Regions from separate parts of the Rattus norvegicus genome. Here region 2 is linked to region 1. The links are chromatin contacts, called in public Hi-C maps. All regions are on one chromosome and are shown on one strand. The core of a region is the stretch at or near the end of the contact, and the rest is flanking DNA. Distances in the headings are between cores, read along the strand shown. Region 1 overlaps LOC120097474 (a long non-coding RNA gene). Region 2 has its middle 160 kb from the start of Ppp1r3b.

The links. Hi-C and Micro-C count contacts between places; a contact is called where the count stands out from the background.
Region 2: a contact with region 1 is called in a Hi-C map of liver, with 3 times the contacts expected there. The contact joins two enhancer-like sites. A contact is called at or near these places in 3 of 12 Hi-C or Micro-C datasets (kidney and liver).

Annotation. Positions count from the first base shown.
Region 1 is chr16:63,516,049-63,520,251 of GRCr8, forward strand. It overlaps LOC120097474 (a long non-coding RNA gene), which reads left to right. Exons shown (of 4, transcript XR_005494893.2): 1 at 1-1,011; 2 at 1,134-1,335; 3 at 2,452-2,498; 4 at 3,276-3,483. Among named protein-coding and RNA genes, the nearest start is that of Ppp1r3b, 28 kb to the right of the region's middle. Within about 2 kb of position 1,848, at least 2 of the 93 cell types and tissues checked have an H3K27ac peak or open chromatin away from gene starts, as enhancers often do. A contact at or near this core is called in liver, where this site is marked.
Region 2 is chr16:63,707,079-63,711,281 of GRCr8, forward strand. No RefSeq gene overlaps it. Among named protein-coding and RNA genes, the nearest start is that of Ppp1r3b, 160 kb to the left of the region's middle. Within about 2 kb of position 1,808, at least 16 of the 93 cell types and tissues checked have an H3K27ac peak or open chromatin away from gene starts, as enhancers often do. A contact at or near this core is called in liver, where this site is marked.

The DNA of each region.
Region 1 (4,203 bases), core at 598-3,097:
GGAGGCAGGAGGTCTCACCAGCTCAGCTTGACAGCCTGGTCTGAGCATCCACTCCATGCTGGGTGCTCAGCCTTTAGTCAGTGAGACAGAAGGAATTGCATGAGCAACAACAGAATAGTCAAGCACTAAGAAAAGCTTGGCCTGCGATCAATTTGGTGTTGGTGGAAGTGTGCATTATACATCAGTGGGAGGCAGGAGACATGGCTGTCGATGCTGGCAGAGGCTAAATGATGGAGGACCTACATCATCAAGCATTATGGGTTTCCTCTGGAATTGAAACGGCATCTCCAATGTCATCCCATCCTGGGGCCTCTCCTTGTTCTGACAGTTACATTTTGCAGCAAGATGACCTGGTTTTCAGGATCTTACTGATCTCTCAGAACCTCTGTGCTCCCCACCTGGGGCTCTGTCCATGTCTTGATCACATTATCAGATGTAGCAGATCTGATGACACAGTTCCTAGGGATCCAGGACAAAGAGTACCAGCAGCAACTGCCAGCCTTGGGCACTCGTCCTCGTGTTTGTGGTCACCTCTAGACGCTACAGAAGAACTGATGCAGCAAGAACAATCGATTGATGGGGGTCAAGTTGGGGTTTCCACAGCAATTGCTGACAATGCCGAGCTGACATAGAAGGCGCTGTCTACTCTTCTGGGGCACTTAGATGGTATAAAAGGCCACTTAACCCAGTGTGCAGTTGCAGCCTTGAGCTGCGAATCTTGAACTCCCTGCCATTCTGATGTACAGCATGTAAAAAGCACGTGATTATGTTTATCCTGGGAGTGCGCGCTCTTGGCCACAGCAGCAGATCAGTCTGGAATAAGCAAATAGAATCACCCCAAAAGGCAAACTGCAAAAGCTATCTGCAATCACACGAGGAGGGCATGCCAACAGAGATTCTTTTCAAAGAAGAGAATTACAGGAAAGAAATAGATGACTAAGAACTTTTAAAAAATCAAGTGCAGACGTTTGTTTTCCCATTTGCTAGACGTGAGGGCTAAACATGATACTGGTAAGAAACGTCTCTCTTTAGGCCCAGGGGAGATTTTCCTTAAAATTGTGCAAAATGTTTTCCCTTCACTAACTCACTTAAACATATTTCTTGAATCGTGACTTTTTTCTTTCTTCCAACAGTCTCTAGGGTTGATTTGCTGACAAATCAACAATGATGTGAGGGAGTGTGGCCAGCCTTCTTTTTCCCCTGAGGACGGCGGAGATGCCAAGAGATGGAGGCCATCTTGTCTAAAATAGGACCGTGAGGTTACTGGCTGAGTTTGGTCTATCCTAGGTCATGTGGATACCCAGTTCACCTTGGATATCCATCCAAAATGCCTAAGTGAGTATATGGTGATGGAGTTTAAATTGTGACCCTCCCTGGAGAGAAGACTCCAGACCGTTCACGTTTCCTGGCTGGTCACACCAGCACTATTCTGCCTGATGACTTGACAAACTTGGTCCAGAATCTACTTCCTTTGTACAGGAATTCAGGCTCTATGAAATCTATCAGCCAAGCCACAATGGCTTTGGTTTTTCAAGACAAGCTCTCTCTGTGTAGCCCCGAATGTCCTGGAACTCCCTCTGAATTTGAACTCAGAGATCCACTTGCCTCTGCCTCCAGGCTGCTGGGACTAAAGGTGTCCACCTCCACTTCCAGAAGACAAACTTCTTGCCAGGGAGGCTGACATACATTGTGATGTAAACTCCCTTGACTGGTCCAGTTTGGTAGCCATTGGGCTCCATTACCTATCTGTAGGCAGCTCTTTGAGAAACACTGACATATTCATGGCTGTGGCTTGGGCCATCTTCACAGGCCAGAAAGGGCTTCGTTTATCAGTCAGTCAACATGCAGAGAGAACAGTTTGTTTTGGAACAATTCAAGTCTGTAAAAAGATCCAATAGTACAAAGACCTCCTGGGTGCCTTCCACCTGGGTCTCTTTTGAATTCTGCCTATGGTGTACCTGCTACTAAGGGGTCAATTCATGAACTAGATTTCCTATCTGTTTCTTCATCAGAGCACCGTGCCCTCAACCTCATGAGGACCTCATTACACATGATCACAGGGTTTTCCCTATACAGCCTCATAGCAATCTGGGTCATATATTTTTGGCAAAAAAATGTTAGAAAAGTGATTCAGTGCTTCTTTACTGCTCCCTTACCAAGTGGCCCTTGTGAATTTGTTCCAATGCTTGTGGTAGTGGGTTCGATTGCTTGATTGAGATGGGGTTTGCCCCTGTTTTTTTCTTTTTATTAAGGTTGCTTTTTTTAAAAAAATGTGATTAATATTATATAAATATTTCATTACCCAGTCTACAACCGTGTGTGTGTGTGTGTGTGTGTGTGTGTGTGTGTGTGTGTGTGTGTATGTGTGTGTATGTGTGTGTATGTGTGTGTGTGTGAAGGCTGGAGCTCCCTGTTGACAGTCTTTCTCAATTACTCTCCCTTGATTTCTAGAAACAGGGTCTCTCACTGAAGCGGGACCTCCCAGTTCGGTTAGACTGGTAAGCCTCTGGGTCCTCTTGTCCATGCCCTGGGCCTTCCCAGCTCTGGGTCTAGAAATGTCTGCTTCCCTACTTGGTTTTTCACATGGGTGCTGGGGGTCAAGTGAAGGTCTTCACATTCAGGGGGCAAATCCCCCAGTCCCCACTTGTTTGCTTTAATATCAACTGATGCTTCTTGCTGGAGTTTTTTTGCCAAGATGTTTACCAAATGGTAATTTTCTAATTGTGTCACTCCCTGTATATTTAACAACTGGTATTCCTATGAAAGCACACACTGTCTCATCTCCATTTTAAAACTCACTTATAAGCCATTCACTAGTTAATGGGTTATAATCCTTTATTGCCACTTTATTGATACTTAAGTTGATCTACATTATGACAGAGTCCCAAGCATGTGACTAGTATGTTCTTCTGAAATCTCTCTCTCTCTCTCTCTCTCTCTCTCTCTCTCTCTCACACACACACACACACACACACACACACACACACACACACACACAGACAGACAGACACACACACACACACACACACACACACACACACACACCCTGGTTGCATGCAAGGTGGCAATAGGAATTGAACCCAGGGCCTTTACACATATTCAAGAGGAACCCTCTTGAATGCTCAGCCCTTTCAGCAATGGTTCTTGACACCTTTCTTTCCTAATGCTAGGTTAACCACTTGTCTCGGGGGCTTATTTTCTTCTCATGAAGATAAATATTTAGAGGAGCTGGAGAGATGGCTCCGTGATTAAGAGCACTGACTACTCTTCCACAGGTCCTGAGTTCAATTCCCAGCAACCACATGGTGGCTTACAACCATCTGTAATGAGATCTGGTGCCCTCTTCTGGTGTGTCTGAAGACAGCTATAGTGTACTTATATATAATAAATGAATACATCTTGAAGAAAGAAGAAGAAGAAGAAGAAGAAGAAGAAGAAGAAGAAGAAGAAGAAGAAGAAGAAGAAGAAGAAGAAGAAGAAGAAGAGGAGGAGGAGGAGGAGGAGGAGGAGGAGGAGGAGGAGGAGGAGGAGGAGGAGGAGGAGGAGGAAGAGAAGAAGAAGAAGAAGAAGAAGAAGAAGAAGAAGAAGAAGAAGAAGAAGAAGAAGAAGAAGAAGAAGAAGAAGAAGAAGAAGAAGAAGAAGAAGAAGAAGAAGAAGAAAGATATTCAGAAACCATGACCTGGGTGATAAGTATTCCCCTTGCTCCTAGAGTGTTGTTGCTCCTAGCCCTCTCGGTGTGCAGAGCCAAGAGATACATGTGCTTTTATGTGTGTGTGTGCGCGTGCACACACACACACACATGTGCATGTACACACCCAAGCACACACGCACATATGCTCATGTGCACATGTTTCTCTATCCACGCTCTGTCTCCATTTATCTGGGTCCTGCCAACCTTCCTGACTTTATTTGCTCCCTGCCCTGTGTATACCCATTCTCTCAACTGCACAGTGCTGCACTTGCCCATACAGGGCTCACTGCCAGTGGCTGCCCCTGCTTTTGCTCCCTCTTCACCCTAGACACTCTCACACACGCATTTGCCTGCCCAGTGCCTGTGGGGCTGAATTAGGACAGAGAGGGAGTAAGCCAAAGAGTTGTTTCTCAATTATAAGGAAAAGCAGGCAGTGGCTAAATCAGGATTTCTTGTAAGGCCCCACTTTAGCACTCAACCTGGAAGGCCCAGCTACCTGGATGATGCTATGG
Region 2 (4,203 bases), core at 558-3,057, 190 kb after region 1:
CCTTTTCTCCTCCCCCTCCTCCTCCCTTTTCTCCTCCTTCACCTTCATGCCTTCACATTCCCTGTGCTAGAAGGGCCTCTCTGTTTCATAACAGTGCAAACTCCCACTCTTCTTTCAACACAGTACAAATAAATCCCGGTGAGGCCTCTCCTGAGTCTCTTTTCTCCCTTTAAGGGAATGTACGAGCTTCTGTAACCTATGAACTCGCCAGGAGTTATTTTATGCGTGTCTGTCTTCCCATAGTCTGAGCTCCTGAGAATAGAAGCTGGGCCTCCTTGCTGTTAGCTCCTGAGCCCAGCCCAGGGCCTGAGCACAGTAGCCACTTAAAAATGATGAATGAGTGGATGGATACGTGACTTGGAACCAATCTTGGAAGGCTCCGGGAGCCCGGCAGAGTGATTGGGTACGGTGTTCAGGGATGTCCACTGTGGGGTCTTCAAAATGATCTGGCGGAGGGCAGGGAGAAAACAGAACTCCTGTTCACGTTTGCTTGTCACAGATGATCCATGCAAAGTAGGCCTTCCTTGTAATTCACACGAGCTGATAGACGCGCATATTTAACCTATAAATAACCGATGTGTGTGCTTAAAATGCAGACCTCAATTATAAACAAAGGGGAATGCATTCAAAGAGTCTAAACAGAGAAAGCATGAACAAATGAAGGAGTGCGAGAATTAGTCTTGCGGACAAGGAGAGAAGGACATCAGTCTTGAATGGAGCACTAAAGAGGGTCCTACATAAGGAGTGAGAGACTAGACAAGTGTTGGGCAATAGGACAAGGTTCCCCTCATGAAGACCTACCAAGGGACTTCTGTTACTGTCTCCAGGAGTATTAAGGTAGGGGTCAGCAATTAGGAGACTCTCAGGTGCCGGTACCAAACGGAAAAGAAGCTGAGCTCAGAGAACAGAGCAGACTGCCTTACCAGAGGCTTACGCTCTACTGTGTCCTTTTAGAACTGTTCCCTTCTTGTTTGAAGGGCAACAAACCAGGACTGTGCATCAGGCCAGACCAGCAGCAGCATGCAACTTCTTAGAAAAGTCTATTTATAGCCTGGAGTTATTGCAGCACACTGCGCTGCTGCCCTGTAGGTGGCCTGCCAGGTGGTGCGAGCTACTGCCGGGTGAGTGACCATCTTCTGGCTGCTTCCTGTTAGTTTAGGGAGCAACAAAGCAGGTGGATTTGTTTGTCCATTGAGCAACCTGCCCAGGCCCTCCCTGCCTAGCCTGACTTGCTCCCTTTTAAACATTAACCATTTCCTAAAACCCGTGTTTTATGCTCAATGCCAGAGCTGGGGGTGGGGCAGAAGAGAAGGCAGAGAGGGGAAAAAGAAAGAAGGGAGAAAGAGTCTCTAACAATAGGTCATCCACTTCATAGCATCTGTTATAAGTGTCCCCTGGGCTCTGGGAGCTGGGGACACCATCTCCATCCTCAGGAACTGACCCCTGGTAAAGGAAACACAACAGAGCTAGCCGGAAAAAGAGTGGAGGCGTGTCCACTGCTGGATCTGGGCCCTCTTTGAAGCTGCTACTCTTCCAAAGGTTTAGTGGAGACAGAGAAATAGAGAAATCTGAAAGCCACCAGGATCCCTGATCCCAGGGCAGTGGAGCTTAAACTTTAGTAAACAAAGTTGACTCAGTGGAGCGAATGGCTTTGGGGTTGCTCAGTTGGTAGGACAAGGCCAAGAGTCTTTCCTTTGAGGTAGAGACACAGGTTTTTCTTTTGCTTGCATTGTCCAGCTCTCTGAGGGATTCCAAGGCAAGTGGTCGTGATCACAAGGGGGCGCTGCACTTCCAACGCTGGAGGACAGGCGTTGGCAACCTCAGGGACAGAGGACAGGAAGCAGGAGGCTGGAGAGGATTTAGACACAGGAAGCGGGAAAGAGACAAACCCCAGGCTGCAAACTAGAAACAGCCATCACCAGAGGCCCTGGGGTCATGCAGCTGGCTGCTGTCTGTGGTTTAGCCCGGTTCCTGGTCCTTAGCATGAAAACTACGACTTAGCTTAAAAGTGTGCAGTTATCTGAAGGCGGAGTCGCTAGACTGAGCTTGAACAGAAACGCTTCCTTTCGGGGTCAGCCTCTCCTTGGTCACGCCTCCCCTTTCTTCCAGACCTCCTGGTTGTAGTCTATTGCTGATCTCCTGATTCCAGAGTAACTAAAACCCAAGGGGATGGGAAGAGAAGATGAATTATCTTGGCGCTGTCTTCCACGGCTTCCGTGGCTCTTGGCAGCTCTGTAGTCATTACTCAAAGGCTAGACATCCAGCTAGCCGCTGCCTGCTTCCATGAAGAGGCGCTCCGGTGGCCACTAGTGACCTCCGCCTTGTCAACTTTAGATTTTGCCCCATCCTCAGCGCATCAAGACAAGTTCCTCTTAACACTGAACTCAGACGCATCGTTTCCCTTGGGACCTGTGCAGTCCAACCCTAGCATCACCCTTTAGCACCTGTTGCATGTGGCTAAGCCCCGCGCCACCGTTTCTAAGGTGTACTTTCCCACATTCCTCTCTCGGCCTTCCTCACCCCTGCCTGTGAGTTCCTTCCCTCACGAATCCTTCCTTTCCATTCTTTCATTTGAAGATCCTACCTCATTCCCCCCCCCCCCGTTGAGAGTCTTGACCTGGCGTGAGTGATGTTTATGCAGATGAGTTCCACCCATTCCATTCCAAGTTCGTGGGGAAGAAAGGTCTCACATACGTCTTTTGAGCCTAATGGTTAGGAACCCAACTAGCCTGAGTCCGGCTCGCAGCTCTGCGGCTCTCATGCTCCAACTCTGGGGCCCGTCTGCTCTGAGCCCTTCCAGCTCTGCTGCCACGGGCAGGTTTCGTCACCCATCTAAGTCTCCATGTCCTCACCTATAAAGTGGAAATGGAACCATACTTACTGTTCCGGGTAAATAAGCTAAGGCTTGTCCAGCATATCAAGCATAGCCGTCTGTGAATGTTTGCCCTTCTCGTTATGAATATTTATATCCTCACTTTTACTCTAATCCCTACGGGTTTAGTCTAGTAGACGCTAATAATGTTTATTGAATTAGCAATTAAGATATATAACTGCACCCATACATTACGACATCTTAAGAAGGCATGGGCAACTCAATATATCCATTCATACATAAATGTTTTATGCCGTTTCCTGTCTATGAGGATTTGCTTAGAGAGGAATTAATCTAAATAAGCTCGCTGGCCTCCTCACTCACGCCCCTCTCCCTTTGTGCCTGTCCTTCAAACTGCTTTCCTCGCCTCTGTGCCCAAGCTTGTACTGGCTGTCCTGCTGCTAAAGAGGCATACTGGGAAATGGTGGCTATTTTAAAGGACCTTAAACTGTGTCTCTGTCCTCTAGAGGAAGTAGTTGTGGGACCCACCAAGCCTTTTGCTGTTTGAGCTCAGCATATCTTCCTGTCTGTCTCTACCTTGTGAACGTGGGAGAGGGAGACTAAATGAACCCTGCTGTCCCCTTTCGTTTCCACGGTCTATGATTATCTTTCCTGTGGGGCTGCGTTTTCAACTTTTACTAATATAAATTAATGACTACAGGGGCTTCTGAATTTCAATGATTTGACTTCTTTAAAAAAAAATTTGGGGGCTGGAGAGATGGCTCAGCGGTTAAGAGCACTGACTGCTCTTCCAGAGGTCCTGAGTTCAAATCCCAGCAGCCACATGGTGGCTCACAACCATCTGTAATGAGATCTGATGCCCTCTTCTGGTGTGTCTGAAGTGTACTCATATATATAAAATAAATAAATCTTTAAAAAAAAATTTTTGACTGTAGCAGGAAACAATGTCCATTCAGGAGACACCACATCTTGACATTTGAATGGCTCTCCTAGGTGTTGGGTAGGGCAGGAAGCCTCAGCTCCCATCAGCCACGTCGACCTGACAGGAGCAAAGAAGACTCTACCATGACCTGGTTGCTAGGAGATGTTGTTTTTAATAGGTTAACTGTATGCAGTGAATTTTCAACTTACTGTATTTTAAAGTGACATTAATAAGTTTATTGAGACCAAGCCCTTGTTAAATCACTGTTGTCGTAATTCTCAGACGAGGAAAGTCTGAGAAAGAAAATCACTGCAGCAGTTCCTGCTCGCCCTGCCCCATGCTTGTTTTTCTGCTTACCCAGAATGCCTAGAGGTGATCGCAAGGCTGAGACAAACGTCTGGAAACTGGGCTGCCCTTCCTTTGACTTCAGGAGTTTCTGAGGGAAGAT